Linked DNA regions of Sus scrofa: region 1 is linked to region 2. The links are chromatin contacts, called in public Hi-C maps. All regions are on one chromosome and are shown on one strand. The core of a region is the stretch at or near the end of the contact, and the rest is flanking DNA. Distances in the headings are between cores, read along the strand shown.

Region 1 (3,404 bases), core at 413-2,912, 46 kb before region 2:
AAGTTGGTAAGAAAATGGAAGGCAATCAGTGGTGGGGGTTGGCCTAGTGAATGTGATGGAAGGAATTAGGCTAGAGCCTTTGTGGCTGTGTGTGGGGCTAGCTATAGTGAAGGGCTCTAGAACTCAGATGTGTAAGGATGAAAATGAGGACATGAAGATGATGGAAAGTACAAAGTTAGGATCAATGCACCAGAGATTCTGGTGGAGCAAAAAGAAAAGAAAAAAAAAAGAACTAAAAGATACTCTCTTCAATAAGTGATGCTGGGAAAATTGGACAGCTACATGTATAAGAATGAAATTAGAACATTTTCTCAGGCTCTATGCAAAAGCAAACTCAAAATAGATTAAAGGCTTAAATATAAGACTAGAAACTTACATTAAAATCCCAGAAGAAAATACAGGCAGAACACTCTTGGACATAAATCACAGCAATATTTTTTTGAAACTGTCTCCTAAGGCAAAGAAAATGAAAGCAGAACTAAACAAATGAGACCTAATTAAAATTTAAAGCTTTTGCACAGCCAAGAAAACCATCGACAAAACAAAAAGACAGCCTCTTGAATGGGAGAAAATATTTGCAAATGATATGACTGATAAGGGGTTAATATTCAAAATATATAAACTCATATAATTTAATATCAAAAAATCAAACAACTCAATTTAAATATATGCATAAAATCTGAACAGACCTTTTATCAAAGAACACACATAAGATAGCTAACAGGCACATGAAAAGATGCTCAACATCACTAATCTGAGAAATACAAATCAAAATTGCAATATCACCTCAAATTTGTCAGAATGGTTATTATCAAAAAGAACACAAATAACAAATGTTCGTAGAATGTAAAGAAAAGCAAACCCTTGTACATCGTTGGTGGGAATATAAATTTATATAGCCACTATGGAAAACAGTATGGAGGTTCCTCAGAAAACTAAAAATCAAACTACCATATGATTCAGTCTAGTCCTGAAGAAAAAAAGATTAATTGGAAAAGATACATATACCACAATGTTCATAAAAGCATTATTTACATTTGCCAAGATATGGAAGCAACCTAAGTATCCATCAACAGATGAATGGATAAAGAAAATGTGGTATATACTGAAATTTTGCCATGTGCAATATGGGTGGACCTGGAGCATGCAATGTTCAGTACAAGTAAGAGAAAGACAAATACCATATGTTACCACTTACATGTGAAGTCCAAACAAAACAAATGACTATAACAAAACAAACAGCCTCACATACACAAAGAACCACCTAGTTACTACCAGTGGGGAGGGAAGGATGGAGGGGCAAGATAGGGATAGGGCATTAAGAGGAACAAAGGACTATTAAAAATAATAAAAATAAACATATTGGGGAGAAGGAATTATAAATTTAGGAGGTAGTGAGTGGGATAGTAATGAGTAATGTCTAGGGTGTCCCCATAAGAATGAGTGGCTGAAGAGGGGGTGAAAACAAAAATCCCAAGTAAGGTGGTTATGGACAGGGTAGGGTGCTGGGAAAATCATCTGTATATACATGCACATCACCAAGAATAACCTCAGAAATTTGGGTGGGGAGTATGACTGTAAGCCAGGTGTTATATTTAGCCCATCACTAGAGGGGCTATGAATAGATTACTGCAATAAGGAGGGAGAGCAGCTACTTGGTAGGAGTTTGCTTTGCTCTGTTTTGAGGAAAGAGACAGAAATAACAATGATTCTGGAAATGACTACAGAACAGCCTAGCACCTCCTGGCCTAAAGTTAGTTATGTGTGAGGAAAACAGTCATCACTTACCTTCAATATCTTCTCCTGAAAATGAAAGAAATTTTGTAATGCCTTTTAAAAGGATTACTATAAATAGTTTAAGAACAATGTGATACTTGCAGCTATTTATAGATCTGTTGTGTGGAAGCTGCAAGTGTTAGCTGCTATTCACAGCCTAAATCAAAAGTATATGAAAATCATATTTCAAAGAGTCAGATACTTGAGCCCTTTGTAAAAAAAGGAAAAAAAAAAGTCTTTACGAAAGCTATAAAAAAAATTAAACAGCTGTGAAAAGCTACATAGCATGTATTTGCATAGTTACTGAGCACGAGTCTGATTAATTATCCTACTTAAGGTTACACAGAATTATAGACCTAGAAACTAGAAATTAGGGATAAACCCACTGACTGCTTTGGCAAAGTTAAGTCCAGAGTGTTAGATCTGTCAGTCACAGCCCCAATAACATTTTCCCACATTTATGTTTTTCTTCTACCAAGTAGTATACATCTTGAAGACAAGTACTAGATCCCTTATTCAACTTTTTTAAATCCGCAAAGCCAAATAGATAAGGGGGAGATATTGGACTGTGCCCTCCATTTTTAATGAATGAATGAAAAAAATAATTGGTCATTAATTAAGTAACTGATTCATGGAATTTCAAATACATGCCAAAATATCTTACCTATTTCTCAAGTTTTTAAATTACATTATACATTTTCACAGCCAAGTCAATTTATTTCTCTTATAGCATACTTCTCCTATGAGGTTGATTCCAAATATTTTAATCCTTAAGATAGAAAAAATAAATATTCATACAAAATAGCTGGACCTATTTTTTTCTTTTCCGTGCTCACGCTTCTACTAACATCCTGTCTTAAATCATCTTTGAATCTCTGATGATTTCCATAGATTTTGGTACATAGTATGTACTCAAATGTTTGTTGAATGAACAAGTTATTTTCAAACTATCATGAGTTTGTTAGCATATTACAATTAAAGAAAAAAGCGCCAATGCAAAACATTTTAATAGGGTGTCAAATATACAGTTATTAGAATTATCTAAATATCACTTATATAAAAATCATTGTATCACATTAGATGATTCTATAAAATAAAAACACAAATCACACATTAACAACAACCCCTGCAGTCCAAGAACACCCCCCATCAATAGTACAAATTACATTTTAAAAAAAGACATTGCTTAGACATTTAAACAAAAGTAACTCTGACTAAATACATTCATCCATCAAGTACAATAAATTTAGCATAGTCACTAAGAACACAATTTTAGGTGCAATATCACATGCTTTCAAAAATCCTCCAGTTCAGCTCCCATAGTAAAGTGTCTTTGTGCACACCGTTTTCATTTATATGCAGGTGCATCATACATCATATTTAAGACTATTTCACTTCATAATCAAATGTGTTAATATATATTGTAAATGAGTATGAGGCCAAAATTTAAGCCCAGTAATGACAAATTTTAACAACTAAAAAACTTTCTTTAGAGTATAATTTTACTAATTTAATTGCATGAATACGATTTCCTCTTACACTATCAAAATAAGTAAAAAAAATTTAAACATTAACGCCAAAAAGATGGAAACTCCAACCTTCCTAAGATGTTAACAAGCATTTTAACA
Region 2 (3,461 bases), core at 834-3,333:
AATACAAATCAATAGATGCAATATAAATCTATTTAACAGTAAGTATTCCATAAGTACTCTCAAATTTTCATTACCAGACATGACATACACAAGAACATCTCAGTGCTAAGCACCTTAATAATGTTATTTCCTTACATCTGTGCTAAGCACACCTTGAGTACCATGCTTGTTTCCTTCCCTGGGAAAGAACTGTCAATTTTCCCTTTCAACATTTCCCGAGTTTAACTGAGCCCCCAGTCTGTGCACAAGGCTATTGGGATAAACAGATTTGGCGTCTAAAACTTAAAGAGCTAACACTTTATAATGGGGAGAAAGGCACAAAATCCACACATCATTAACACTTAACTTTGAAAAAAAGAAAGAGGTAAAGATAAATGTAGTGGGAAATGTTCTTTGAGAAATAACAAATACATTCAATCCTCAGTCATTTTCAAAAATACTTGTTTGTTTTCTGCAAGCACAATACATGGTGGGAAAAAACAGTGCTCTGAGGCAAGACCCTTGGTTTCCTGATTCTACACACAGCTGTGTGATTTTTAGGCTTGTCATTTAACCAGCCTTGACCTCAATCATTTCACCTAAAAATGACAGTATTATCTTACCAGCCTAAACCGGAATCATCTTACCAGAAGAAACCAAATTGTTCTTTGTGGTTTCCAGGTATAAGAGCCGCATTATTCACATATTCATCTGATTCCCCATGTAATCATGGCCTAGGAACCAGTTTGAGTAAGCTGGGTGAATTACAGTTCCTAAACTGAATTTTTACACCACCAAGAGAATAAAAAGGCCCTAGATTGTGCTTTTAACTCTGTGAGCTAAAAAAATGTATTAGAAAGGCCACGATACAGTCTTACAAAGATGACCAAGAATAACTGAATGTCTTATCCTTGTACCATGCTACAAGCAGGCTCTATTTCCCCCTGTGTTTCAGCATTACTGGAACCACGCCTCCCAAAGAAATGCAGGAGGTATCAGAAAAGCCTCTCGAGGAGGCTAGGAGAGAGATCCCGGATAAGCTGGGACTTGCTTTCAAAACAAAACAAAACCCAAACAAACAAACATTAAAAAAAAAAAAAAAACCTGTTTTTTCCTCCCCTCCAGCTATGCAGCTGCACCCAAAAGAGAAGCACTAGATTACCATCATCTGCATTTCATTCCTGTTCTTTTGCAATACTAGCTACCCGCCTATAATAAACAGACCTTGTGCTCTGGGGATAATTTACTTCCCGTCCTGTAAAGATGAAGTTCCTTATTTTCACCAACAACGAATCGGTACTCACCCTCCCTGGGGAGTCTAGACACTCCTCTTCTCGCCACCTCCCGCTGCCGGCCTGACGCCCCACACCCAAGAAATGTCCCCACTTTTCCAGCCCCTGGTGCACGCACTGGTCGCGAGGCTCTTGGTGGAAAGCGGAAGAGACCGGGGGTGCGGCTTGAGGGCGCGGAGGGGCGCCTCCCCAGCGGGTGAGCACCAGGCTGCCTCGGTCGGCCGGGGTCTCTCGAAGGCGGAAGGGGAGCAACGAACGCCGCGCCACCCCCACTTACCCACTTTGTCCTTCCCGTACATGTGCCCAGCCACCTGATGCGAGAGGGGCACGCAGCCGTTGAGGAAGCGGAGCCTGCCGCCAGCCGGCTTCGGGGTACCCTCGGGGGCGGCCTCGCTCGCCGCTGGGGTCCGCATTTCTGGGGGGCCGGGAGCCTCGAGCCGGAGAGGGGATGGTGGCTCCGTTGCCATAACGGAGAGCTGAAGCGGTTAGCGGCAGTGAGAGCAGGGGGGTAAATAGGGCGGAGGGAGGGGGCGCCGAGAACCGAGGGTCGCTCAGTCTCGGCCGCGAGGAGGCCCGGGGGTTTCTGCGGCTGGTGGCCGCTGTGGCCCGATGAGGGGGCCCATGACGCCGCAGAGGCGCGGGCGCTCCCCTGCCCAACTCTGGGCAGAGCGCGGCTCCCTGCTCCCTCAGCTCCGCCGCCGGCCCCGGCGCAGCCCCGGAGACGGATCCGAGCGGATGAGCTGCGGCTGCGGCGCCCCGCGCTCCCAGGGGCCTTGACGGCGACGGCGGCCCCACCTCCCGCGCCCCCGCCCCCTCCCGCCGTCCTCCAGTCCCCTTAGCTGCCGCGCGCGCGTCAGCGCCGCCTGCACCGCCGCCTCCGCCGCAAGCTTCCGACTGCGCGACCAGCGGCCGCTGCCGCCACTGAGCATGCCCAGAGGCCGCCCGACGGGACCCCCGCGGCGGGGCGTGCGCCCCGGCCGCCAGGGCGAGCGGAAGGCGACCTGGATGCTGGGAAGACGCTGGCGGCCTTTCTTGTCCCCACCCTGACTGGCCGTGTGACGCCTGCAGGGCTGTTGTGTCCTCATTCATTCAGTGCGCGTTTGCACGCTTACCGGGGTCCGGCTCAAAGATGCCAGAGGCTCCCAATTGTGAGGACCAGTCAGTCCCGCGTTAGGAGAGTTAGGAGGGTGGCTGTGCCCAGGATGACTTGTGAGGCCACCCTTTAACTGCGATTACCTCCCTACAATCCCCAGCCGCACAGATACAACAGGAGTAAAAACTGGCAGTTTCTTAGCAGACGCGCCTGCAAAACACCCTTCAAGTAATACTATACCCCCTCCGAAAATTGGTGCCCCTAAGCAACTAAGAAAAGAAAGAAAAAGAAACCGACACCTATATCAGACTGCAAAAGATAAGGAATAATCTTTTTTAAGTGATCATTTTTTTTCTCTTAATGAAAAGAGCCAGGTTTTTTTCCCCTCCCTCAACACGAAGTTGTGTTAAGGCAAGGTCCCTTACGTTAAGGCAAGATCCAAGGTCCTCAATAGATGGAGAATTGGGTAGGCAGAAAAAAGGGATGCACAGTGGGAGCGAGGGGAGAGCCTAGAATGAGACATCACAGTGGGTTCCTGTGTCTGTCACTGGCATTTCATATAACTGGACTTCGCCCTGCAGGTACCAGACTAAACAAGAAAATGTGGGGTAAAACCTTAGATATCTGATTTTGGCAAGTGTTACATCAGCACTTGTTCTCGGTCCAGAGAAATCCGCGCACCTGGGAGAAACATAAAACCTGGCCTGGACTCCCTATTCCAAAGGCCCTTTTCCTGGGCTCCAGAACCAAGCGCCTAAGGATTGCGCAAACTCAGTTGCTACCTCTCTAGGTCGCTACTTCTCTAGGTCTCTCCCTCCTCCCCCCTCCTGCGGCTGTCAAAATCCGGACTCAAGATCTCCCAAAGGCCCGGGACACAGCTCTGCGCATGCTCAGCACTAGCCTGACGGATAATACACACGTGCTTACCGATCGTCGCGGCGCCTGCGCGGTAGCAGCCTGGAGTCGGTGCCCTTAGGACCGTCGCTGGTCGCCCCTTGACTCCCGCTGTCCGCGCGAGCCGGTTTGTGCTCAGCGTCCAGTGCACATCCTTGCAAGCGACGGCGCCATGAGTACGACTTCCAGCGTACGAGGTGAAG

The links. Hi-C and Micro-C count contacts between places; a contact is called where the count stands out from the background.
Region 1: a Hi-C map of heart right ventricle shows a contact between it and region 2, with 3 times the contacts expected there. The contact joins the enhancer-like site here to the promoter of IPMK in region 2. A contact is called at or near these places in 1 of 5 promoter capture datasets (liver), 4 of 47 Hi-C or Micro-C datasets (embryonic fibroblasts, fetal heart ventricle, fetal liver and 1 more) and 1 of 2 datasets of contacts at active chromatin or transcription factors (alveolar macrophages).

Annotation. Positions count from the first base shown.
Region 1 is chr14:92,428,094-92,431,497 of Sscrofa11.1, reverse strand. It overlaps IPMK (inositol polyphosphate multikinase), which reads right to left. Exons shown (of 6, transcript XM_021073222.1): 6 at 2,766-3,404. Among named protein-coding and RNA genes, the nearest start is that of IPMK, 46 kb to the right of the region's middle. Within about 2 kb of position 1,662, at least 2 of the 83 cell types and tissues checked have an H3K27ac peak or open chromatin away from gene starts, as enhancers often do.
Region 2 is chr14:92,382,093-92,385,553 of Sscrofa11.1, reverse strand. IPMK (inositol polyphosphate multikinase) reads right to left here and starts at 2,083. Exons shown (of 6, transcript XM_021073222.1): 1 at 1,549-2,083. The coding sequence starts at 1,738. It overlaps CISD1 (CDGSH iron-sulfur domain-containing protein 1), which reads left to right and starts at 3,252. Exons shown (of 3, transcript XM_021073223.1): 1 at 3,252-3,455. The coding sequence starts at 3,431.